3 separate regions of the Mus musculus genome follow, and all the other regions are linked to region 1. The links are chromatin contacts, called in public capture Hi-C and promoter capture Hi-C maps. All regions are on one chromosome and are shown on one strand. Each heading gives the region's core, a stretch centred on a gene start, on an enhancer-like site or on the middle of the called end of the contact. The rest is flanking DNA. Distances are from core to core; before and after follow the strand shown.

Region 1 (3,853 bases), core at 25-2,524:
CGTCAAGGTCACTGATGCTGGTGGTACTGACACTGTCTGCTTCTCCATGGGAGAACTCTGTGCTTTCCACATCCACTTCAATCTCCTCTGCGGGAGGAAGAAAGAGAAAACAAAGGGGGGCATTAATAATCTGCATGTGCACTTTCAGAAGTTAGAGAGGTTATCCAGCAAGGTTATCCGTGCTCTATCAGGGACTCTCCTGCAAAGAGCAATCTGGTATACAGTGGTGGTCTTAATTTAGGCAGCAAGTTTACTAAAACCCTTTTGACGCCAGTCCGTCTAGACCTCCCACTAAAAGCGCTTGGCCTGTTTGGGAATTAGTACTTAATATTAAAAGATCCCAACCCAAGTGGTTTAACAACATCTGTTTTACATTAAACCAAAAACTAATTCACAGCTCTGTTTATTAATCAGGGTTGCTTTAAAGAGGTTGGGGTCATGGAGAAATAAAATTAAAGATAGAAAATTTATGTTTAGGCATCCGAATTTTTTGGTGGTGTCAACTCTCTATCATAGATCATAGGTGGATCTATGGATTTCTATGGATTCATCAACAAATTCTGAATAGTAACTAAAATAAGCTAATCATAAAGTAGGTTTAAGGGGTTTGCTTTTGATTTTCTTGCATGAAATATAGCTTCAAGCCATGTCCCTCTCTCATGGTAAGAATTCTGCATTTTCTTTCTCTCTTTCTTTCTTCCTTGCTTCCTTCCTTCCTTCCTTTCTCTCTCTCTCCTCCCTCCCTCCTTCCTTCTTTCCTTTGAGATCTGTTTACTTATGTATATGAGTATACTGTGCACTGTGGCTGTCTGCAGACACACCAGAAGAGACACTAGATCCCATTACAGATGGTTGTTGAGCCACCATGTGGTCGCTGGGAATTGGGAATTGAACTCAGGCAGGACCTCTGGAAGAGCGGTCAGTGCTCTAAACTGCTGAGCCCTCTCTCCAGCCCCCAAGAACTTGGCATATTTTAAACAGAACTTTTTCTAAGTCTAAAATTTATTTCAAAATAGAAAGAATGTATATACATATATGAAAAAAAATTGTGGTTCACAAAGGCACTGCCAGAGAATGTTAGGGTGCACAAAGCCCAAGCTGGGGGCTGGGAGTGCGGCTGGGCTCACTCTTCCTAACCTAGCACATGCTACTCGCTGGGTTTGCTCTCTAGCACCAAAACAACAGAAGCTAGACGACAGTACTACATTGGTTAGTGAGAGCCGATGCAGTGTCTACAGTCTCCCCGCCCCCACCCGTCTCGGAGACTCAGGACTTCCTTAGAAAGAGAAGCTGCCTACCTCGCTCTGAATCCGAGCGATCTGAAGAGATGGTTGATCCAATGCTGTCCATTCGTATCCGCTCCATCTCCTGAGGCCCCTGCAGCTGTTCCAGTCGCCGCTTTAAAAACCTCTGTTCTCGTTCCAAGTTCTCTAGCTGGTGCTGGCTCTTCCTCTCCGCTTCTTCAAGTTTCTAAAATGAAGATGTTTTATTCACACCTGTAGTCCAGTCTAGTACAGTAAAACTAATTCCTGCCACAAATACACATATGTGGGTATGTATGTACCCTTGCATATATAAATACTGAGAAACACTTGCGTTTTAAACATAAAAACAGTGGTCTTTTTCCTGTATGGATGCTATGTTACTTGAACAAATGAAGTGAACTATAAAAGTCTGTGAGGTAAGTTCCACAAAGAGAAACCTCCTGCAATGTGGTATTCAGTGGAAAATTACTGAGAGATAAAGCCAAATAACAGCATCTCCGCCAGAGGGCGCAGCTGCCTTCCTTCAGGGTATCGGAAAGACCTTCCCCAGCATTCTCAGGTCTAGATGGCCACGCTGTAAATTTTTTTCATTTATTCGCATCATGCTGCCCCACTGGATCGCTGGTGAGATTTTACAGCCGTTTCTCTGGAGGGCAGTTAGTGAAGAAGAGGACGGTCTAGTGAGCTGTACACGACACACACAGGAATCAGTGCAAATATGGAAAGAAAGATTCTCACCTTGATGTGTGCTTTGGCTTTGTTGAGCAAACCGAGTGTTGTGTGCCTGGTGCAGTCTGGGCCCAGCGGGATCAGAACTTTCAAGCGTTCTAAACACAGGCGCAGGTGAGCTCGTCTAAGAAAGATATCAGCCAATCAGCACAGCCTGGAGAGCCACTAGACACACACAGCAACTTTGAGCTATTAGCCAACAGCCATATTTCACTCCCAACTTTTTAAAGTACCTGCACGGTAGTGGCGCCGACCTCCCGCCCCACCACTCTGCCCTGCAGACAGAAGTCACTTTAGATTATCAGCCCCCATGAACTCTGTCAGACAGCGAATTGTCTAGGCCGCTCCATAAGCTCCGTGCTGTGCTGTTACTAAAGCAATCGAGCTTGGTTTCCCAATGCCTGAGAGCACAGGCTGGAGTACCGGTTTCAGCTACGGTACCTCAAGGAGCTATAAAACGCACTAAGGTTTCCACCTCCTTCCACCTTTTAATTTTACAGACACACACAGACACACACACACACACACGCACAGGCACGCACCCACACTGTTCAGTAACCGCAGCCATCCCAGAGGGCTGGATGTTGTTTATGTAGAGGCAGAAGGACGTGAACACTTCCTGATCTTCAAACATTTTTTCAGTCCTTTATAAAACGTCAATTTCATGTCCAGCGCAACATGGACGACAAAACTGTGCCTGCGGTGGTGGGTTTCACACCTGTGTTGTGAGCGGGCTGCTGCTCATTCCTTTCCCTTCCGCCCTCATGAGCTACCCTGTTTTCCCCACAAGGAACACAGGTGACAGAATTACTTGCTTAAAGTCCCGAATTCTCCGACAGACCATTCTCTGGGAAAGTCAGAGGGAATTTCTCCTGGAAATGCTCCAGGAGAGCCTTGTACACTTGTGGTCTCCAACTATGACCATGTACATAATGGGAGGTGCCAAACTCTGCTGCTCTCCACCTTTGAGTCTGTTCTTTACCAAGCGCTAACAGTTCAGCAGGGGGCTGTAGAGATGGCTCAGTGCTCAGAGCACTGACTGCTCTTCCAGAGGTCCTGAGTTCAACTCCCAGCAACCACATGGTGGCTCACAGCCATCTGTGATGGGATCTGATGTCTTCTTCTGGTGTGTCTGCAGACAGCTACAATGTACTCATATACATATACATATATATAAATCTTAAAACAAGACAGTTCAGCTGCGTGCAGCACGTGGACTCCTTTGGGGCTGTAACTGAACTTCTACAACAGTCTCAGCTGTATCAGGGATAACGCAAGCCCCCCACTTTCCTCTCAAAGGGGACTTTGAGTTTTAATACACAACAGTGATGTCAAGTGACAATTTCCAGTGCAGGAGTTGAGAGAGGGGCGGGAAAGGTGTAAGTGGTCACCTGTGTCACTGACAAGCAAGGGTGATTGAGGGCAGTGAGGTCAGAGGTTTGGCCAATAAAGGCAGGCCCAGCCACAATCATCAAACAATCAGAAGCGAATTTCTAGTCCTTTTACCGAATCTGCCATCTCAAGTCTAGCACTTGACTCTGCAACTTAATGCAGATAAAAGACTGCTTCGATTTCTCTGTATTTAACAAGTTAAAGGCTGCTCTGCTCTGCTACCTACCTAAATCTCTCCGCTGAGGAGCTGCACACGAGCAGGCTCCTCTTGCTAAGCAGACCAGAATCACCATTAAAACCACGCACCATGTGAAGGCGCCTTCGGATTCTACAGTAGGATTCTACACTGTGGTTTCTGCCTAACTGCGCTCCATAAGACACGGCTCGAGGGTGACACACATGCTGGCCATTTTCTTATTAATTAGAGGCTCTGCTCTGAATTCAGCCTTCTACAAAAGAAAGCAACC
Region 2 (3,582 bases), core at 893-3,392, 280 kb before region 1:
GGGAAGGGGCAACAAAACAACTAACGTGATTGTTGACAAGAGGCGAGGCAACGTGTCAGCCACCCCTTTGCTGGACCTTCTCTGAGCCCGAAAGGGGGATAAGAAAACCTGATCTCAGGGCTGACAGATGGCTCAGGGCTTAAGAACATTTGCTCTACCATCATGAGCACCTAGGTCAGATCCCAGAACTCATTTAACAAGCAGAGCATCCTCATAAATACCTGTAGCCCTAGCTTCAAGGTGGAGAGCAAGATAGGGAGGCAGGGGAATTGCTGGCTTCCAGTCTAGCAGAAAAACCATGCACCCCAGATTCAGGAAGAGACTTGGCTCAGAGGAGGAGGCCGTGATAAAGGAGATATACTCTCCTGGCATCTGCATGCACGCAGACATGCATATAGCACACACGAGCTAAAGAAAACCTGGTCTCCATCCAAGATGGTTTCAAAACAGAAATCCAGGTCCTTAGGTGGTAACAAGGTTTAATTGGTCGGAGGTCAGGTTCTAAAAGGCTTGCTTATTGGTGGGGGCTTGAGGAAGGTATGCCCACATAGAAGACCGAAGAGACATCTGGTCCAAAACATGAAAGCCACTCATGTGACAGTTTGGATTCTGAGCAAGGCCACTGTGGCTTTCCGTACTGGCTGGGCTAGAGACAAGCAGTGACTGGGGTCATCTTAGTTTCAGGAAAAGTTCTCTAAAATCCAGTTTATCCACTTCACAGACCCACAGACCAGCATTTGCTCTGTCAGAGGTCTTAGTAGGTCTGACTGTGCTCGGGGGCAAATTCCCCTGGCTATCTGGGCTTGCCTAATGAGATTTAAAAAAAAAAAATCACACTTCACCAACCATTCTGTATGTTTTTTTTTTTAATAAGATTTTTATTTATGAGTATGTGTATGTTTTTGGGTGAACATGCTGGATCCTGGAGCTGCAGTTACAGGTGGTATGTGGGTGTTGGGGACAGAACCACAGCCTTCTGCATGAGCAGTCACGGTTACCGGCGGAGCCATCTCCCCAGCTCTTTGTTAGTTGCTTTCTCATCACCGTGACCAAAGTACTTGAAAGAGACAAACTCAGGGAGGAAATGTTTATTTTGGCTCAGTTTCAGGGGGATTTCAGTCAATCACAGGGCGAGGCAGGGTGGAGTGGCTGTCCTGACAGGAGCATGAGGCAAGGCAGCTGCTCACATTTTAATGGACCAGGAAGCAGGAATAGATGGAACCTTCAAAGACTTGCCCCCAGTGACTTCACCCCACTTCCAGACCCCAGCCCTTCAGGGCACAGCTGGAGACCAGTGAACAAACAGACCAGGGCTTCAGTCTGTGAGGCCACTGTGAATCCAAAGTACAACCCTCCAAGTGACCACAATGGAGCAGAGACTGCAGCACGGACTCATATGAAAACCTTTCTGGTTTGCTAATGAGACAGGATGGATGTGTGCCCTGCACATACACATGTCTAAAGGAGGTTCTGCTGTCCTACTCAGTCACCAGCTGCCCATTCCCAACGCAGTAAAATGGGTCGCTCAGCTTCGCTTTACCACCTGGTCACCATGCTCTGTGGGTGGAGTGAATTGGGGCAGCACGAGTTTGTGGGAGAAGGTCCTTAAGCCACTCATCCACAGTGACAGAGCATCACCTCTGGTGAAACTTGGAAGTGGCAGGACCTCTTAGGATGGCTTTTCGTGGCTTGGTAGGCAATAGGGTAGAACAGGTCTTCCTGGGGTGTCCAGAGATCACACAGTGACTGCTACCAATAATTCGAAAACACTAAGTGGATTAAAATGCCAAAACCACAGGACACAGAGGGAACTTAGAAACCATACATGAAACAGAACGAAAGGCAACCTCTGCTTTAGGAATGCCAGGCTGCAGAGAACCAGGATGCCTCTGCGCTTAAATGAGGACTCAGAAGGCAGAAGGAACAAAGGAGCAAGCGCGTGCTCTGCAGAGAATAAGCAGGCCTGGCGTGAGGAAGGGTTGCCATCTTTACAACACCCAGGCTTCCTGCTGTTTCCGGAACAGTGACACAACCTGTTGTGAGCGCAGCAGGCACCTTTGCCCCAAAGCTCACTTAGGAGTGAGCTGCAAGCAGTTAACACTTCGCTCATAAAGTGCTGCCCCAGAGGTCTCAGTTATACCACACCCTGACCTCACAGCGGCTGCAACTCTAGCGAGGAATCAGTGTGGAAGAAAACCTGAGATCCCAAATCTGAGGGGTCAGCATGTATCAAGGGCTCCCTCTAGTGGCTACGGGGAAAACAGCTTGAGATTTAGGCTGAGAGAAAATGGAGCCCCTACACAATGCTGAAGAAAGCACCTTTCTAACTGTGAGGAGGCAAGGTAGGCTGGAAACGGCTCCCAAGAAGTCTTTGCCTTAAGTGGCACTGTACATCAGACATTAATAGGCTCTGACACTCTAGTCCCAAATAATTTGGCTCTAAACCCATGTCCTTCAGGCTTTGGGGCTCTATTATATCACCACCACCACCACCACCACCACCACCACCACCACCACCACCACCACCACCACCACCACCACCACACACTTGCTTCTCTGCACACACACCAGAAGGTGTCTGATACCTCGGGACTTAGTTACAGGCAGCTGGAAGCTACCCGATATGGATTCTGAGAACCAATCAGCAAGCGCTCTTCTTAACAGCTGAGCTATCAATTTTAATGGCTGAATAATTTCTTGAAGACACTCAATTACACAGTCCATCAAAGATAATGTTCAAACGTTAAGGTCTCTGGAAAACTCATACCACAGTGTGCCAACCTGACAGAGTAAATATATCCACATTCTTTTTGCAACCCTAATCTCCACGCTGCCTCGTGTTCTGTGTAGCTACTGGCTGCCACAAGGCCTCTTACACCCAGGAGACACTCTGTCTCTAGGAAGGGGTGCCTGTCGGCCACACGGTGGCAGATTTATAGATAACACTGGCACCTTCCTTGCAGAAGCCTGGCAACTGGAGGTAACTCAAGTCTCCCTGGGACATGGGTAAGTGTGACCTAAGTGTTCCTAAGTTGGTGAGTTCTTTAAACAAACAAACAAACAAAAAACTAACAACAAAAAAAGGCAAAGGGCAGAGACAAAGTGAAGGTGGCAATCATCTATAACCTTAAAATTCGTCTTTGTGTAACGTGCAAGGCCACCTGCAAATAAATGTGTGAGTTTCTTGAGAGAAGGGACCCACGGCTTGGTTCTGTTATCTAAGTGTGCTAATATGTTCACTTGGGCCACCTGCCTGATCTGGGCTTCACATCTCATCTGTAAAATTAGAATATTAAACTAAAATAAAGAAATGCATCTCTGGAACTAAATATATTCTAACTGCAAGGTCCCGTTATTTTTAGCTTAATGTGCAAACACCAAAGCCATATTTAAAGAGGACTTGCTTTGCCAAACCTGAGCTCTAGACAAACCAATGTTTCTTGTAGAGATGTTAATCTACTTTATCAAGATTTAACGTGACCCAAGCCGTAACCTATTTCTAGGCAAGGCTACGACTAAACCAGATTTCATTGGCGTTGCTTTTCCCAGGTGAAATTAGACACAGGGCAGCAGGGCCCCACC
Region 3 (3,940 bases), core at 560-3,059, 320 kb after region 1:
TTATTTAGATGTCTGTTTTCTAGCAAGAGACTGAAGGGGTGTGTATCCATATGGTAGGGATGGGTGGGAAGAACTGGGAGAAGTAGGGGGAGGAGAAACATAATCAGAATATATTGTAAGAAAAAAAAAAATATATATATATATAGAGAGAGGATCACTCAGGCACCCAGGCTCTCTTTAGTCCCAGGGCCCATCTCTCAGACTCGTCCACTCACCGTGTCCAGGCATGACGATGTGTAAGAGTGAGTTTTCTTATTCTTATTTCTCGCCCCTGTGGATCCACAGCAGTGCACGTAACCATTCTGCTGTCACGAGCTTGACCATGCAGTGTCTGCCTCAAGCCTGTGGGTTGAAGCCTAGCTCTCTGGTTTGTGGTACCGTTCTGAGACAGTCTGAGGGCTTCAGGAGCTAGCTGGGCTCTGGGTAGAAGAAGCAGGGCATTGGGGTGTATTCTTGGTTGTATCATGTCCCACTTCTCTATTTCCTGATCTGCTTCAAGGTGAAAGTGCTTCTTGGCCTTGTGATTCCACTGCCGTGTTGCTCTGCTTCACAACCGAGAATCACAGAGCCACGCGTTCATAAACCGAGCCTTCCAAAACCACCAGCCGAAACGAATCCTTCCCCACTAAAGTCGTTTTTGCCAGGCATTTTGGATGCTATGCAAACGCAAGTAGCCTGTACCTTGTAGGGGCAGCCGGGTAGGTGTTCACGTCTTCGTTGGCCATAGGAACAGGAACGCCATGGGCAGGTGTTTCTGTTGAGTGTGCACACTCATCTGTAGATAAGCACACACTCACGCTCGTGCAAGCAGCCCTAATGAAACCAGGCGGGCCTCAAAAACCTCCAAACAAATGGCTTGGATGGTTTCACCATGAAGTGCTGCCTGCATGGAGCCCCAAATGCACGGGACATCCAATTTTTCTCTGGGGCCTCTGGAACCAGAACCAAAATAAGCTGCCTTTTATTTCCTGAGTAGCTAATAGCGAGTAGATCACATCCATCTCTAGTGGAATCCGATGTCCACTTGTGGTGTGTCTGAAGAGAGTGACAGTGTACTTACATACATTGAATAAATAATTAGAAAAGAAGAAGTCTACCTTAAAGAAAAGAAAACTAAATGACATTATACTATTAATAGTATATGCCACAATTCATTTTATTTTATTTTTCCATTTGCCAGTATATCCTAAAGCTTAAGCCCCTTTCAGCTGCTAGGTATATGAGGCAATGTTTTCTTCCATGTGTGCGTGGGCTTGGACATGTGCCTGTTCACCTGTGGATGCTCCTCTTGTGTGGAGGAGGGAGCTAACAGGAAGAGTCTTCCGCGGTCACTCTCTATCTTGCTTATCGAGTCAGGGGCTCTCATTTAGACACAGAACACATCTACAGGATACGTCTGGCTGGCTAGCTTGCTCCAGCGATCCCTTGTCCTGTCTCCAGCGCACTGAAGTTATAGGTGTGTCACCATGCCTACCTGGCAGTTGTGTGGGTCCTGGGGATCTGAAATTTGGCTTTTCGTAGCAAACGCTGTATCCACTGAGCCATCTACCAACCCGGAGAAAAATCTTTAGTGTTGTTTTTCTTTAAAAAAATCTGTTATTTCCCTCCCCCCATTAATTTACACCCACATGATCCCTCTCCCAGTGAACTTCAAAGGAAGGTGGGTGACCTCCTTGTGCTGAGGTCACACAACAGCAGCTTTTTTGTTTGGCTCTCTCTGTTTAGGCTGGGAACTCCTCCCTGTCGCAAACCTGCTGGGGCCTCTTTGTGACAGAGCTGGGACAGGTTGTTTTCACAGCTGTGCTGCACGCTAACCCCAGAGCTGTCCGTCCCCCTCCCGGTCCAAGGCTTGCAGGCGAAGAGAGGGAGTATAGAGTGTAGCTCTTGCTTGCGCTCCTACGCGTTTTTTTTTGTTTGTTTGTTTTTTTTTTTCCTGAGCTGAAGCTCCTCCCACCCTCACCCCGGGGCCTCGAAGCTGGTTTGAATAGCGAGCCAACAATCCAGGAGAGGTGACTGTTTAGCATAACAGCAAGGCCACCCGCCCCCGGGGTGAGGGGCAAATGGACGCTGGTGTGTGCAGGTGTGCCTTGCCTCCTACAATGAGGGCATTGACGGAACCTTAGACTGATAGGACCACACGCTGGTCGGGGCCATCACCTCTGCGTCATGGGAGAGCAAACTGCTTGTCTCATAAGTTCAGGCAAATAGATGGTCTCCAAAGATGACTCCTGCTGTGACATCGCATGCTTGACCAAGATGTAGAGACTTGAGGGTTTTTTTTTTTTTTTTTTGTTTTGTCTTTTTTGTTTTTGTTTTCTCATGGGAACAGAGTTCTTTCTGTACACCAGACAGTAAAATGAGCTTTTCTGGTTCCTTTTCTTTGGTCTTTCTAACAGCCTCTGGAGCTGGGCATTCCTTGCCTCACACCACTGAGAGAGGAAACACAAGTTACCAACGCACTCACGGCTAGTAAGAATCAACCAGGCAGCTGGCATTCAGAACTCCTCTCCCGGCCTGTGATCCTCCTGAAGGCAGAGTTCTGGTCACTTCCAGGATCAAAAGAAAGCTGAGGACGGATGGGCAGTAATCCTGTCACACACCCTACATGAGGGTGAAGGACTGGACGGGCTGCGGCCGGCTTTGCTTTGAGGGCCGCTGCACCGCACAGGATCTGGAGTGCACAGGAGTTGTGGGGTTGCCAGGCCTGGGCGTCCCTCCATTATTTAGCGATGGTGAGGGGGGCTGACGTGCGGCACCGCAGAGCACTTTCTGGAACCAGCTTCTCGAAGGAGAGGAGGTGAAGGGTTTCGGTTCAAAGGATGCACACTGTTCCCAGACCTTCCCTTGAGGGAACTTGGGCAGCGTGCTGTCTTTCTTTCTCTGCAGAGGTCTTGCTGGGCCTGCTGCTCATTTTGTGAATGTAGGCCAAAGGGAGGCCCCACAGAGCCCGCCCTTAAGCTGCTGTTTTCTCTGACAGGCCTGCAAGCAGGCAAAGATTTGTTGCCAGTGTGTTCATTGGCTGATAGCTCTTCTCTCTGTTTCCCTCTCTCCCACTTTTTCTTCTTCTGTCTCCCCCCCCCCGCCCCCCTCAGAGCTCTGTATGGCAAGAGTATCGAGGTCAACCGATGCACCAAGACCTCACATAAGTCCCATTATCTAGGGAAGTGTCCTAAATTCAGAAAGTTCTAGGAAATAGGTGGGCATGTCGGGCAGCACACAAACCTACTGGGCCAACACTGGACTGTATTATTCTACGCTAGATGGTTTTATTTTAATTTTAAATGTTTTTTTTGGTTTTGAAACAGAGTCTCACATAGCCCAGATTACCCTCAGATTCACTGTGGAGCTGAGGACGATCTTGAAATCCCGATTCTCCTGCCTCCAGCCTGTAAGTGAGCACAGAGAAGCACCCCCACCTCTGCACGATGCACAGTTTAAACGGCAGCCATAGGCCCGATGTCAACGGGTATTTTGGATATCCATTTGACATGAGGTCCATGAAATCACTTTGTTTTGTGAATCGGCAAACTGTGTTAGTCAAATTTCTATTCTTATAATAAAATACGAGAAACTGTGGGTTTTTTTTTAAGAGTTTTGTCTTTCTTGTAATTATAGAGGCTCAACACATGCATACCTTTGCTGAGCTGTCTTGATGGCCTGTAGGCAGACACATTGGCAGGACAGTAGGCAAGTCAGGATGTTGTGGTGAGACAGGAAACAAGAAAGTAGGGAGAGTCAGGGTCTTACAACAACTTCCCAGGGTCTCAGAACCCTTAATCCCTACTAACATTGGTGTACAAAATGATTTGCCAAATTTCTCTTAGGTTCTCCTTTTTAAAGGTCACACGACTTCTTAACATTTATAAACCCCTAGGAGAACAAATCATACCCCAAGCCAAAGCCACAACTATCTAAGCAAAGTTCTTTTAAAGATTGATTT

What was found. Promoter capture Hi-C pulls out the DNA fragments that hold promoters and counts their contacts. Capture Hi-C pulls out chosen DNA fragments and counts their contacts.
Region 2: a capture Hi-C map of embryonic stem cells shows a contact between it and region 1, with 2.0 times the contacts expected there. The contact joins two enhancer-like sites. A contact is called at or near these places in 1 of 39 promoter capture datasets (pre-B cells), 1 of 15 datasets of contacts at CTCF or cohesin (large pre-B cells), 1 of 115 datasets of contacts at active chromatin or transcription factors (embryonic stem cells) and 3 of 9 other capture datasets (adipose tissue, embryonic stem cells and liver).
Region 3: a contact with region 1 is called in a promoter capture Hi-C map of embryonic stem cells. The contact joins two enhancer-like sites. A contact is called at or near these places in 12 of 39 promoter capture datasets (the 3T3-L1 cell line, 3T3-L1-derived adipocytes, the C10 cell line and 8 more), 1 of 15 datasets of contacts at CTCF or cohesin (large pre-B cells), 5 of 484 Hi-C or Micro-C datasets (the BV-2 cell line, embryonic stem cells and nephron progenitors), 11 of 115 datasets of contacts at active chromatin or transcription factors (T-cell acute lymphoblastic leukemia, embryonic stem cells, pancreatic cancer cells and 1 more) and 3 of 9 other capture datasets (adipose tissue, liver and pancreatic islet).

Annotation. Positions count from the first base shown.
Region 1 is chr19:53,367,807-53,371,659 of GRCm38.p6, reverse strand. It overlaps Mxi1 (MAX interactor 1, dimerization protein), which reads right to left. Exons shown (of 6, transcript NM_001008542.3): 4 at 2,004-2,118; 5 at 1,299-1,470; 6 at 1-87. Among named protein-coding and RNA genes, the nearest start is that of Smndc1, 21 kb to the left of the region's middle. Within about 2 kb of position 1,274, at least 28 of the 459 cell types and tissues checked have an H3K27ac peak or open chromatin away from gene starts, as enhancers often do. A contact at or near this core is called in embryonic stem cells, where this site is marked.
Region 2 is chr19:53,647,576-53,651,157 of GRCm38.p6, reverse strand. No RefSeq gene overlaps it. Among named protein-coding and RNA genes, the nearest start is that of Gm46653, 26 kb to the left of the region's middle. Within about 2 kb of position 2,142, at least 80 of the 459 cell types and tissues checked have an H3K27ac peak or open chromatin away from gene starts, as enhancers often do. A contact at or near this core is called in embryonic stem cells, where this site is marked.
Region 3 is chr19:53,050,365-53,054,304 of GRCm38.p6, reverse strand. It overlaps Gm30234 (a long non-coding RNA gene), which reads left to right. Exons shown (of 3, transcript XR_877911.2): 3 at 2,397-3,589. Among named protein-coding and RNA genes, the nearest start is that of Xpnpep1, 14 kb to the right of the region's middle. Within about 2 kb of position 1,809, at least 76 of the 459 cell types and tissues checked have an H3K27ac peak or open chromatin away from gene starts, as enhancers often do. A contact at or near this core is called in embryonic stem cells, where this site is marked.